2 separate regions of the Callithrix jacchus genome follow, and region 1 is linked to region 2. The links are chromatin contacts, called in public Hi-C maps. All regions are on one chromosome and are shown on one strand. The core of a region is the stretch at or near the end of the contact, and the rest is flanking DNA. Distances in the headings are between cores, read along the strand shown. Region 1 holds the start of KIRREL1 (kirre like nephrin family adhesion molecule 1). Region 2 has its middle 34 kb from the start of KIRREL1.

Region 1 (6,357 bases), core at 1,080-3,579, 34 kb before region 2:
TAGAACTCCTTTCTGAGGATGGAGGCTAAGGAAAGGAGGTCCTGCCAAGCCCTCCACCCCCATGTGCGTCCCAGTCTCCCCAGACCCCCACTCCTTCCCTCCTCGCCTCCTCCCCGGTCCCTTGCCAAGCTTCCCCCAACACTCACGAGTGATTTCTCTCCCCTCCTGTCTAGTCTCTCCCTTTCTTTGATATCTTCTCCCCCCACCCCAGATACTTTCATCAGGTCCTGCTTTCACCCCTGTTGGAGCAGGGAGGTGGGAGCTTAGCATTCCCTAGCCCCTCACTCCTTTCCAGAGGGAAAGGCACACAGCACACACTTCTTTCTGTCCCCAATTCAATCCACATGTCTCTCCTGTTTGCTAACTGCTGCTTTTGTTCCTTAAGGCTCATTTGTATCCATGTTGCTGACATGCAAGGACTGCAAGAAAGGGGCAGATGTAAGCTTGCCCCCAACGTAAACCAATACTGACCCAGGGGCCCCCTCTACCACCCCCACCATGGCCCACCCCCCTTCCTCCCCGACACCAACAACTTGGCTGAACAAAGTCAGAACTTAAGTCATCTTACCAACTTTCTGCCAAGTGGCTGGCCTGGCCTGCCAACCCCAGGGCCAGGCCTCCTCCTTTCCCCCAGCACCACCTCCCACTCTCGGCGCACACCAGAGATGTATGCCCCTCCCATATGTGTGTTGGGGGGGGCTGGCATGGGTGCCCTATGGGGAGAGATGAATCAAGACCTGCCCCCACCAACTCAGCCAAGCTCTGCCTTTGGAGCTTCTTTGGCAAGGAGAGGAAAGGTCCAGCATAACACCGAACCTACAAACGCAGGAAGGGAACTGAAAGCAGGGCAATAATGCCTGAGGCTGTTCTCAGATCCATTCCCAGACACCCCTAAAAGAGACCCCCTCCACCATCTGCAGTCGGCACTTCTCCATAGGTGTCTGCCCTTATGAATGTCGGTTCAAGTTTCTTTGTTTGCTAGAGGGTTGGTTTCTGTGCGAGCGTGTGTCCTGTCCTTGTAAACGCCTGCATACATGTACTGTGTGTAGTTGTAACGTTTGGGTGGATGAATGTATGCGCGGATCTGGGGGAGGAATCTGTCTTCCTCAGATGTCTCAGTGTCTTTGTGTATATGTGTCTGCCTCAGTGTGGGGGATGTTTGCGGGAATGTGTCTGTCTCGGTAGGTGAGTAGTCTGTCTCAGTGTCTGTGAATGTTTTACGGTGTCTGTGTGTCAATTTCTGTGTGTCAGCTCCATTTTTGGGAAGGGAAGGAGTTCAGCAGGATTCAATCTTCCTTAGAATCAGACCCAGGAGGCAAGAACCAACTCCCACAGACCCCAGTCCTTGCTGCATTCTGGACCCTTGGTTCCCTCAGCCCTCTTCCCTCCCCCAACCCCAGCCCTGCCCAGGATACACTGACATCCTCACCTCTCTCAACCACCTCCCTCACCTCCCCGCCTCTCCCCGGCCAGTTCCAAATAACCCCAGACATCAACACTTTTCCTGAGCCCAAGTAAAATGTCAGCCCCCTCTCCCCACTGCCCCCGCCCCCGCCCCCGCCCCGGTGAGTTCCCCCCTCGGTATCAAGCGGGCCTGAAGCTGTATTTGGAACTCCACTCTCCACTCAGAGCCTCCGCGGGCAGGGGTTCCAAAGCCCTTCCTCTAGAGGGAGGGGCCCCGAGACACCCCTCCCTTCCTCTAGAGGGGACATCCCCAGGCAGTCTGGAGCGGTGGTTCAGACTCGGTCCCCAGAGAGGGTGGGCTGGAGTAGAGGGATCCCCTTAGCAACATCTTCGAGAGGTGGGACCCAGCTTGCCGCTCACCCCCTCGCCCGAAATCCGAAATCCCAAACTCTTCCCAGCCTTCCCCTTAGCCTGGACTCAGGCGTCCGGAACCCGGGCCTCAGAGGACGAGGGTCGGTAGGGCTGCCAGAAGCTCGGAGAAAGCGTTCGGTTCCCCGTTTTACTCGGACCTCCAGCCCTCGCGGCCCCAATGCTCGGTTCTCCCGCGCAGCCAGAGGAAACAACTTGGGCAAATCAACGGAAAACTCATTCTCCCCAGGCCCCCGTTACTCCGCGCCTCCGCCCCCGGGGCTCTGCGCCCAGACCGAGCCCCCGCCTCGTGGCGTCCGGACCCAGAGGCTGGCCACGGGCCGCCGAGCACCCCAGCACTCCCCCAGCGGGGGCGCAGTGCCCGGGCCCAGGCGGGGAGCCGAGCGTCCGGGGGCGGGCTGGGGGCCCTTACCTTGGGAGAAAGTATCGGAGAGAGTGAGGATCCAGACGAGGAGGCTCAGCATGCTGTCCGCCCGCCGTGCGCCCGCCCGCGGCTGGGGCCCGGAGTTGGCGAGCGAGCTAGAGGAGCGGGCTGGGGAGGAGGGGAGCCCGGGAGCCCGCCCCCCGCCCGCCCGCGCCCGCCCCTACACACACACGCGCGCGCGCGCACACTCACGCGCACAAACTCACTTCCCTGCCCTCCGATTCTCTTTATCTCTCTTTCCTCCCAGTCCTTTTTCTCGTCCCGGTCGCCCTCCTCCTTTAATTATTTCTCCTTTCAAGCTTTAACTCTCAGGGTCTCTTTCGGTTTTTGCCCCCCCTTTCTCTCCCCTTCTCTTCCTTCCCTCTCTCCCCCTGCCTCCCTGCCTGTCTGCCTCCCTCCCTCCGCCTGACGTCTACTCTCCCTCCGACGGCGCCTCCCTCCACGGGCCCTCCCCCTCCCCCCCCCCAACCCTCGCGCACACACGCACACCCCTCGCTGGAACTGAGATGGAAGGAGAGCAAAGACAGAAAGGAATTGAGGGCAAAGGCAAAAGGGGTGAACAACGTGACCGTCGTGGGCTCTGGAGCAGGCACGACAGGACCCCTGCCCACCCCACCCCTCCCATTTATAGACGCAGTCTTGGTCGCGGGCTATGGAACTAAGCAGTGGAGGAGGAACACGGCTGAGGGACATAGCCTCTAGTTTAGAGGATGGGGAGTGTGTGTGTGTGTGTGTGTGTCTAGAAGTGGGGTGGGGGAGCAGGGAGTTAAATAAACATAAAGACATTTCTTTTTAAATCCCACACCCAAAGTCTAACCCCTAAATTCCCCAAATTAAGATTTCTCAGTTGACTAATGAAACCTTGGAGAGGGGAGGGGCATACCTGCCTCTCTCCCTACCCACAAAACCCAGAGCTGGAGAATCGGAGCTACCCCTTGGACCTGCCTTGAGACCCTGTCCTGGCTTCACCCAGACAAGGTCGAGCACAGCTAGGCGTTGGAGGACTTAGCAGCCTGGAAGAGGCACACTTGACTCCTTCTTTTGTTCATCTTAGCCTTCCATCCATCCCGATGGAGAAGCTAGCCAACTGGATGGCTTTGAAGGGCCAAGGCCTGGCCTCACTTCCCTGAATGCAAGCCAGAGGAGAGGACAGCCACCAGAGGATCTCTAAGCACGCTGGAGTTTGAGATCTTTTGGGATAGGAACGGAGGAACTAGGAAGGAAGAGCATTCAGGAAGGATCTCCACTTTCTTAAGGGCCCAGTTTGGCAACCAGCTCCTCTTCTCACCCCTAACCAGATGCTTCTGCTCACAGGGTTGCTGGGAATGCTGGAGGGTCTGGACCCTAGGGAATGAACAGAGGAGTCGCAGGAATTGCGCAAGTTTACAGTAATGTGCTGGTCTAAAGAGGTCTCCACCTCCCTCCTCCCAGATACCAGAACTCCTGGGTCTCTAACACTCCCCGCGAAGATTTCTTAATTTCTGCCCCCTGAAAGTAAGTGCATGGCTCTCTGGTGCCCTCTGCTGATATGTAGCGGCCACAGCTCCTCTTTCCTCCACAGATCCTAACACCGGCCTGCGGTCCACACACAACTAGAGGACAGAAAAAGGCAGGAAAACACCCAAGCTCACAAGCCCCGTATGCACAGACCCAGAGAATTCCTAATATGTTCCAAAGCACAGGCAAACACACGGTTTAAGAACAGGGCCATACCTTGTCCAGAGAAATAGGACTGCAATCTCATACATACACAGACACCAACTCGCAGACAAATAGGGCTTTTCAGTTCATTAATCATACATGCCACAGAAAGTTCTTCAGCTCCAGGCTGCTATTTTCCAGTCACCAATCTAGGCTTTGGGGAGACAATAATGAAAAAAGAAATGGACAAAGTCCTTCCCTTTAATGTTCTGGAGGAAAGTGAGAGGCAGTAGAAAAAATATAAAATACACTAGGTTATGGTAAATGCTGTGGGAGACAAAGCAGAATACGGATTAGGGAGAGGGAGAAGGACAGGAAGTCAGAGAAAGCCGTTTTGCTAAAGCCACTTTTGGGCACAGACCTGAAGGAATTGAGGGTTCAGCTACTCAGGCATCTGAGGGAAGAAAGCAGCAGGCAGATGGTAATAGCAAATGCAAAGGCCCTGAGGCAGGGTGCTCTGGACATGTCAGCAAGATAGGCTTTTCTCCTTTCCACTCCACATGATGGGGCATGGAGAGGAAGTCCAGGGTGACCCTGACTTAGGAAAGTATTGTGTGTGTGTGTGTGTGTGTGTGTGTGTGTGTGTGTGTATGTGTGGGTCTTTGTTTGTTTGTTTTTCAGATGGAGTCTCATTCTGTCACCCAGGCTGGAGTGCAGTGGCACAATCTTGGCTCACTGCAACCTCCATCTCCTGGGTTCAAGTGATTCTCGTGCCTCTGCCTCCCGAGTAGCTGGCATTACAGGTGTGTGCCACCACATCCAGCTAATATTTTTATTATTAGTAGAGATGGGTTTTTGCCATGTTGGCCAGGCTGGTCTTGAAACCGTAACCTCAAGTGGTCTGCCTGCCGTGGCCTCCCAAAGTTCTGGGATCACAGGCATAAGCCACCACACTTGGCCTAGGAAAGTATCAATTTTTAAAAAGTCTTTAATCAAAGGAAGGGAATATTCTCAGCTCAGTGCTTCCTGCCTAATCTCCACCTCTGGTATCAGGCTTGATAGCTATTCTTTTTCTTTTTGAGATGGAGTTTAGCTCTTGTTACCCAGGCTGGAGTGCAATGGCGCAATCTTGGCTCACCGCAACCTCTGCTTGGTTCAGGCAATTCTCCTGCCTCAGCCTCCTGAGTAGCTGGGATTACAGACATGCGCCACCATGCCATGCCCAGCTAATTTTTTGTATTTTTAGTAGAGATGGGGTCTCACCATGTTGACCAGGATGGTCTCAATCTCTTGACCTCATGATCCACCCGCCTCAGCCTCCCAAAGTGCTGGAATTACAGGCTTGAGCCACCGAGCCTGGCCCGATAGCTATTTTTTTTTTTTTTTTTCATGAGAATAGACTGGGTTATTAAAGCTTTTGGAGTTTTGTGGGCCTTCCATTTTACCTAGAAACCCTAGAAACAGAGGAGCCAAGTCTCTAGTTCACTAGTGGCCAAAACAACAATCTGGCCTGTCTCCTCTGGTCCTTTAGCTCTCTTCTTTCCTCCCCCTTTCCTTTAATTTCAAATCCTCACCAGCTCAGTCCACCGGAAACTCACATCTTTGGAATCTCTTCCATATAAGCCATCCAGCATCCCAGATCCCAGAGCTTAAGGCCCCATAGACCTCAGCCCCAGCTAGTGGTCCTCAGCACCTGCTGTGCATAGCATCTCCTGAGGGCCTTATATTTTATTTTATTTTTGAGATGGAGTTTTGATCTGTTCCCAGGCTAGAGTGCAGTGGCATGATCTCAGCTTACTGTAACCTCCATCTTCCGGGTTCTAGCCATTCTCCTGTCTCAGCCTCCCAAGTAGGTGGGATTACAGGCGCATGCCACCACACCTGGCTAGTTTTTGTATTTTTAGTACACACAATGTTTCACCATGTTGGCCAGGCTGGTCTCGAAGTCCTGACCTCAGGCGATCCACCCGCCTTGGCCTTCCAAAGTGCTGGGATTACAGGTGTGAGCCACCATGCCTGGCCCTGAGGGCTTTTTACAAAACACCAGTACCATGACCTCATCCCTAAAGATGAATTGTTCTGGGGTGAAGTCCAAGCATCAGTATTTTCAGACATAGCCCCAGGTGATTCTAGTAGACAGCCAGGGTGGAGAACTATTCAGCTAAGCAAATCCCTGCTTTCCAGACACTGTCTTTGGCAAGCCTGCACACCACCAAGAGTCCTGCCTGCTTCTCTCCTCTAGCATTTCTTTCTTTCTTTTTTTTTTTTTTTTTTAATAGAGACAGAGTTTCGCTCTTGTTACCCAGGCTGGAGTGCAATGGCGCGATCTCTGCTCACCGCAACCTCCGCCTCCTGGGTTCAGGCAATTCTCCTGCCTCAGCCTCCCGAGTAGCTGGGATTACAGGCACGCGCCACTATGCCCAGCTAATTTTTTGTATTTTTAGTAGAGACGGGGTTTC
Region 2 (6,443 bases), core at 2,359-4,858:
CGCAAATACTTTGAAAAGATAAGTCCTAAACCAAGTTTTGAAAGATAAGTGATTTTTATCCAGGGGAAGAAAGAAGGGAATGGTATTTCAGGTAGGAGGGAGAATATAAATCAAATCATGGAAGCCTGAAACAGCATGTTGTGTGTGGAAATCGCAGAGAGTACAGCATTTCTCTTCTAGAACTGAACTGCCTGGGTGTGACTTCAAGACTCTCTGCAAGATAGGTGACCTTGGGCACATTACTAAACCACGATGTGAATCAGTTTCCTCAATCATGAAGCGGAGAATATCATAGTGTTTGCCTCATAGGGTTGTCATGAGAAGGAATGAAATCAATTCATGTGAAGTGCTTGGAACAGTGTCTGGCACGTCGTAGATGCTCAATAAATCACAGCGTTTCTTATCACCGAGCGCAGACAGTGAGGCAGGGATTAGATGGAATACGAGATTGAAAATGTAATTAGCCAGACGGAGAAGGTCTTGCATGCCATACCCAGGATTTTGACTTTGTCCTGGGGATGCTGGGAGCTACTGCTGGATCATAGGCTAACAATATGATGGGATTTGGTGTTTTAAGTGGCTCACTATGGCCCCTAGTGGAGGATGGTCATGAGGGGGTGGAATTTGGAGGCAGGATTTAGAAGACCGGACTGTATAATCCGGCTCAACACTTGCCAGTGCGTGAGTCATTTCCTTCTTTGCGCCTCAGTTTAATAATCTGGGAAGTCGGAATTGTGAAGCACATCCAAAGGGCTGTGTTGTAAATTAAATAACAGAACGAAAGTCCCTAATCCAGAGCATGACACAGATAAATAGGTTCACAACAAATATTTGTTTTGATTTTAATATCAAAAGTCTTACATGAGAGGAGCAAAAAGCCTCTCAGTTTCCCCATCTTTATGTCCTGTCCCACGAGGCCAGCTCTCCTTGCTTCTATAAATGTGCTAGAAACAGCTGACCTGGCTCACAGACCCACACGGTGAGCGTCGTCTTCGCTCTCTCCTGCTGCGCTCTCCTCACCACCAAACCTGTCCAGCTCACCTGGACTCGGTGGTCAGAACCCTGACCTCTCCCTAAAACGTCCGCCATATCTAAGGCTAGGACCACACTCACCAGGCTGGAAAGTGGGCAAAAAAAAGCTTCTGATGTCACAAATCTTTTCTTTGTCTGCTCATTGTCATCAGAGCTGTTTTCAACTGACCCTCGCCACATTCAACGCCTATTGTTTTACACAGTCATTTTGCAACACCTCTGTCTCATCTCCCCTAATAGTCTGTACATTTCTAGAAGGCACAAACTGCACACTAAATATGTCTTAGTACCTGCCTCTTGCTCGGGCCACAGGCTTGCCGTGGAATGGACCGAATGAAGAGTTGACTGATGCCCACGCAGTGCTGAAAGCCTGCCAGGCTGTGAATAAGTGTGAGTTGGTTTGATTATGAAAGATGGGAAATCATGTCTTTTTTTCTAGAGTGGAACATAAAGCTTCCCAGACTCCTCAGGCTTGCTCAGGCAGAGCAGGTAGGGCTGTGGGCCCCTGGGCTAAGAATTGTACCCTTGATCATCTAAATGACAATCAGCTCATTAAGCCTCACAGTCCCCTGTGCAAGCTGATGGAGGAGGCTGGGAGCCTCAGTGGTCAGCAACAGTTCAGGGATCTCCTCCCAACAATAGCTCTGGGCTTCTACGAGGCAGTTTGAAACACTCACAGAAGACCAGCCGATTTACACACTCTCCTTCCTGCTGTTCCCTTGGCACACATTTTGTGCTGACGTGGTAGCCACAGGAACAGATGTCTCTTTGGCCTCTGGGAAGGCAGAGGAAACCCAGGCCGCATCTGAAGCTCCTCCTCTGTTTTCCGGGCCACCTGGAACCCAGGCCATGAGTCATGTAGGACTAGTGCAGAGATATGGTCCAGGAAGGCTACAAGGCGTGGGGGTGATGACAGTTGGAGAAAAGAACCAAAGGCGTTGGCAGGGAAGGGGAAGTCGAAGGATTCTCTGGCCCACCCCTCGGGTTATTAAATAGTATTATTGCTCTGGTTTTGTACTGAAGTAACGGAGGCCTGGGTTGGGGGAGTGACCTGAGCAAGGTGAATTCTTCATGTGTGTAGAGAAGATAGAAGATGGGGCAGCTCAGGCCTGCTGCAATGCCCATCGCTGCCACCTGCTTCTGACTGATGATGGTGGTGGTGGTGATGGAGAGAGGATACTGGAGAGGATGTTGTTGCCTCAGACCACGTTGACCAGTAAAGGTGAGTGTGCACACGTGTTGGTGGGTATGACCTGCTCTTCGATATTCAACTTCAGAGGTCCCCTTCTACAGGATACTGCTGCTGCTGTCACACCAAAGGGTAATCACCATGGTAGTAACAGGCTGTCACACCGAAGGGTAATCGCCATGGTAGTAACAGAGGCTGTCACACCGAAGGGTAATCACCATGGTAGTAACAGAGGCTCAGAGAGCGACGGGGAATTCACCAGGCGCCAGGCATGGCGCTCAGCGCATGACACAGATGATCACATTTAATCCTCTAGGAGGTAGTCCTTACTATTCTTCACCCATTTCATAGCTGAAGAAAGTGAAAGGTAAGTTTAGGAAACCTGCTCACAGATGTAGAGTCTTGCTTAGATTGGGTTGCTATGGCAAATACCATAGACCGCGTGGCTTAAACAACAGAAACGTATCTCTCAGTTCTGGAGGCTGAAAGTCTAAGATCACGGTGCCAGCAGACGGGGTCCTGGGCCGCTCTTCTGAGCCTCGGCAGACGGGGTCCTGGGCCCCTCTTCTGAGCCTCGGCAGACGGGGTCCTGGGCCGCTCTTCTGAGCCTCGGCAGATGGGCTCTGAGCTTCTTGCTGGACCTCTTGCTGTGTCCTCACATGGTGGAGAGGGACAGAGAGATCTTCTCTTTTGTGTATTTTAGGGCACTAATCCCATTCGTGAGGGATGCACCCTCATGACCTAATCACCTCCCAAAGGCCCCACCTTTAAATGCCGTTGCATTGGAGATTAGGGCTTAAATAAAATTGCAGGGAATGCATACATTCAGTCCATAGCGGTTCCTAAATTCACAGGACCAGAATTTGCCTGTGGGGTCATCATTAGGATTGTTCACAAATCCTTTGTTTTTCTCTCTCTCTTTTTCGCTAGGTTAGAATTTCCTGTCTCTGTTTAATTAAAGCATGACTATGGGTCTTTTTTTGACCCATAAAATGTGAGTGGCAGTGTCACTTCTGGCCAGAAGTTGTAGGAACCAAGTTATGCTCTGCCCTGTTCTCTTTACTCTTGGTCACAGAGACTAGCAATAACCTAGATAATGTTGTGCCATCAGCCCAGGTCCTGGGGGAGGAGGATGATGGGGTGAAGCAGAGCCCTCCCCTGACCCTCAAGACTGCCTAGTAAGAAATAAGCCTTTGTGGTTATAAGCCACAGAAAATGCAGGGCTGCTCACTATCACAGCAACCGGGCCCAGCCCATTTGGACTGAATTGGAGTGAGGCTTTTCTAGCGCAGAATGAAACTCAAACCTCATACTTTGCCATCTCCTCAATTTCTCCATCTGAGCTAGATATTCCCCCAGTGGGCTCAAGTAGCACTCTGGCATGGCATCAGTTACATCATATGTCCAGCCTTCTTTCCTTCATGCGACCAAGCCCACTGGGGCACACTTCTGTGTCTTTGGTGTCTGGGCATGTAACACAGAGCCTGGGACACAGGACGTGGTAAGTACATGCTCATTGAATGGAGGCCTGTAACAAAAGGATTCTGGCTCTGCCACGTTGCCCTGCAGGACAGACTCCAAGTGGCCCAGAAGGTCAGCCCACCTCTGACCCCACATTTTTGTCAGATGATGCAGGATACTTTCCGTTTCTGGTATCCTCATCCCTGGGGACTTAGCCAGGTGGCTTGGCACCTGGGGAGTCTGCCCAGCTGGCTAGCAGAATTTTTATCACCCTGTGCAGACCTCAGCAGTAAATCAGCAGGTGTGAGGAATTTACCCCAGAGAATGACCCAGCAGTGGCATGAATGAGTAATTTACAAAGCCCATTAAGGCGGCACAGAATTACTTATTTATGGGAACTTTTTGACAGATCTGCGGCTTAATCATTTATCCCTGTGAACATTTAGCCAGGGTCATTGGTAAATAATTCACTTATTACACACTCTGGAGTGGTTTATGATACTGTGACTTATGATCTCACATGAGTTCGCAGCTGGGGAATTGGAATGTGAAGGCCGGGGAGGGGAGGGGGAAGTGGAGGCCTCTGGATGCAGGCCCCCGTAGAAGGGCCATCTGCTTTAAGTCACAGGAGGATTTTAGTCCCCGGTCTAACCTTTGGGGAGACAGTGAGGGGAGGAAATAGGTATTAAAAGACTGGTCTTCACTTCAGGCAGAGCATGGACAGACTCCAGCCTCACTAGCTCTCCAGGGCCTAGTGGGGAAATCTGAATACCCCCGCCTGACATTCAAGATGCTCTAAGAACTGTCTTCATTCCTTCCCGGTCTTATCACTCATTACTTATCTCAGCAACAGCCACAGGGGCTGAGATCTAGCATATCTCCCCAAGTAAATGTCTCCCCAAGGATTTACCTGTGGCATTCCTCCTGCCTGCCCGCCCTTCTCTTCTTGTCTGCTACTTCACATTCAGCTTTCAGCTCAAAGCCCATCTCCTGCACGAAGCCTTCTTACACTACCTCAGCTACATTCGCCACCTCCATGAAGTTCTTCAAAACTTGCAAAGTGCCATGCACACATGAAACACATTACACACGCCATTGATTATCCTACTCACCTGGCTAGACTAAGTATTCCTTCAGCGCCAGGACTCAGACCCCAATGAACATGGTCCCATTGACGATAATATGAGGATGCTAATGAAGATGTTGTCAGGCTGACTTCCTCAGCATCCCATCACGGCCTCTCTTTTCTGTCCCGCATGTTCCCCAGGCCCCAAAGACAGTGGAAGCAGGTGGTCACATCTCTAAGGTTCTTCGAGGTTCTAACTGATACCATAAGTCGAGAGAAGCATTTATGTTGAGATGGAGGAGGAGTGCATTTGGACATGTCCTCCAGAGAGGAGTCAAGTTGTGGGGGAAGGAAATCCATGTGCAAGCACCGAGCTCCACCCTCTTACTGATCCATCCCAAGCCACACCTGTCTTGCCCATAATCTTCCAGGGAGACCCCATAGATTCCAAATGTGTTTCCCAGAGCTCTAGTTTAAAAAGATTAGCTTGACTTCTTGAGGTTGAAGCCAGTTAAATAAGGTCTTCTCCCTTTGTATTCATACCAACTGTTGCCAAGATTTAGAAAGATTTAGCAAGATGGCTTCCTCTTCCCACTGGAGTTTTTTTTTTTTTTTTTTTTTTTTTGAGACGGAGTTTAGCTCTTGTTACCCAGGCTGGAGTGCAATGGCAGGATCTCGGCTCCTCGCAACCTCCGCCTCCTGGGTTCAAGCAATTCTCCTGCCTCAGCCTCCCGAGTAGCTGGGATTACAGGCACACACCACCATGCCCAGCTAATTTTTGTATCTTTAGTAGAGACGGGGTTCCATCTTGTTGACCAGGATGGTCTCGATCTCTTGACCTCGTGATCCACCCGCCTCAGCCTCCCAAAGCGCTCGGATTACAGGCTTGAGCCACCGCGCCCGTCCTATATGTTGAAGTCTTAACTCCCAGTTTGACCATTTGGAGACAGAGCCTTTAGAGAGTTACTTAAGGTGAACTGAGCTCATAGGGGTACAGGATTAATCATATAGGACTAGTGTCCTTATGAGAAGAGACACCAGATCTCTCTGTCTCTCTCTCCTTCTTTTGCTTTTCATGCACACAAAGGAAAGGCCATGTGAGGACACAGCAAGAAGGTAACTGCCTGCAACCCAGGAAGAGGGAAACCAGAAACTGACCATGCTAGTACCCTAATCTTGGACTTCCAGCCTCCGGAACTATAAGGAAACCAGTTTCCGCTGTTTAAGCCACCTGGCCTATGGAGTTCTGTTACTGCAGCCTGAGCTGTCCAGACGGCTTCCTTTTGCAGGTGAAGACAATTCAGGCTCAGAGCAGAGAAATGACTTCACCAAAGTCGTCCAAATACCAGGTAGCAGGATTGGAAATGAGGACTGGATGCAAGCGTGGATGGACCAGATCCTGCAGACTCCATCCCAGGATGGAACTCCGCAGTCTAGACCCTGCATCTGGCAGTCTCCCTGCCGGCTGTCCTGCTGTGGGTTCAGGTTACCCCTTCTCTCTCAACACTGCGCTCCCAATCCAAACATACTTCACTTTGGGTCACTCCTCCCCTTCTGTCCTCTCAGTGCTTATCAGGTTCTGTGGTGCGGTGCTGCCATCTGCTGGCAGGAGGCACCTGCTGCTCTGACTGCCAGGATTCTTTCTCTTTCTCTTTTCTTTCTTTCCTTCCTTCCTTCCTTCCTTCCTTCCTTCCT

The links. A called contact is a pair of places that touch in the nucleus more often than the background predicts.
Region 1: a contact with region 2 is called in a Hi-C map of skeletal muscle, with 3 times the contacts expected there. The contact joins the promoter of KIRREL1 here to the enhancer-like site in region 2. A contact is called at or near these places in 2 of 3 Hi-C or Micro-C datasets (induced pluripotent stem cells and skeletal muscle).

The regions. Positions count from the first base shown.
Region 1 is chr18:18,179,574-18,185,930 of calJac240_pri, reverse strand. It overlaps KIRREL1 (kirre like nephrin family adhesion molecule 1), which reads right to left and starts at 2,329. Exons shown (of 15, transcript XM_008984666.5): 1 at 2,246-2,329. The coding sequence starts at 2,297. It overlaps LOC118149227 (a long non-coding RNA gene), which reads right to left. Exons shown (of 5, transcript XR_004736586.3): 5 at 6,248-6,357.
Region 2 is chr18:18,146,841-18,153,283 of calJac240_pri, reverse strand. No RefSeq gene overlaps it. Among named protein-coding and RNA genes, the nearest start is that of KIRREL1, 34 kb to the left of the region's middle. Within about 2 kb of position 3,608, at least 2 of the 16 cell types and tissues checked have an H3K27ac peak or open chromatin away from gene starts, as enhancers often do.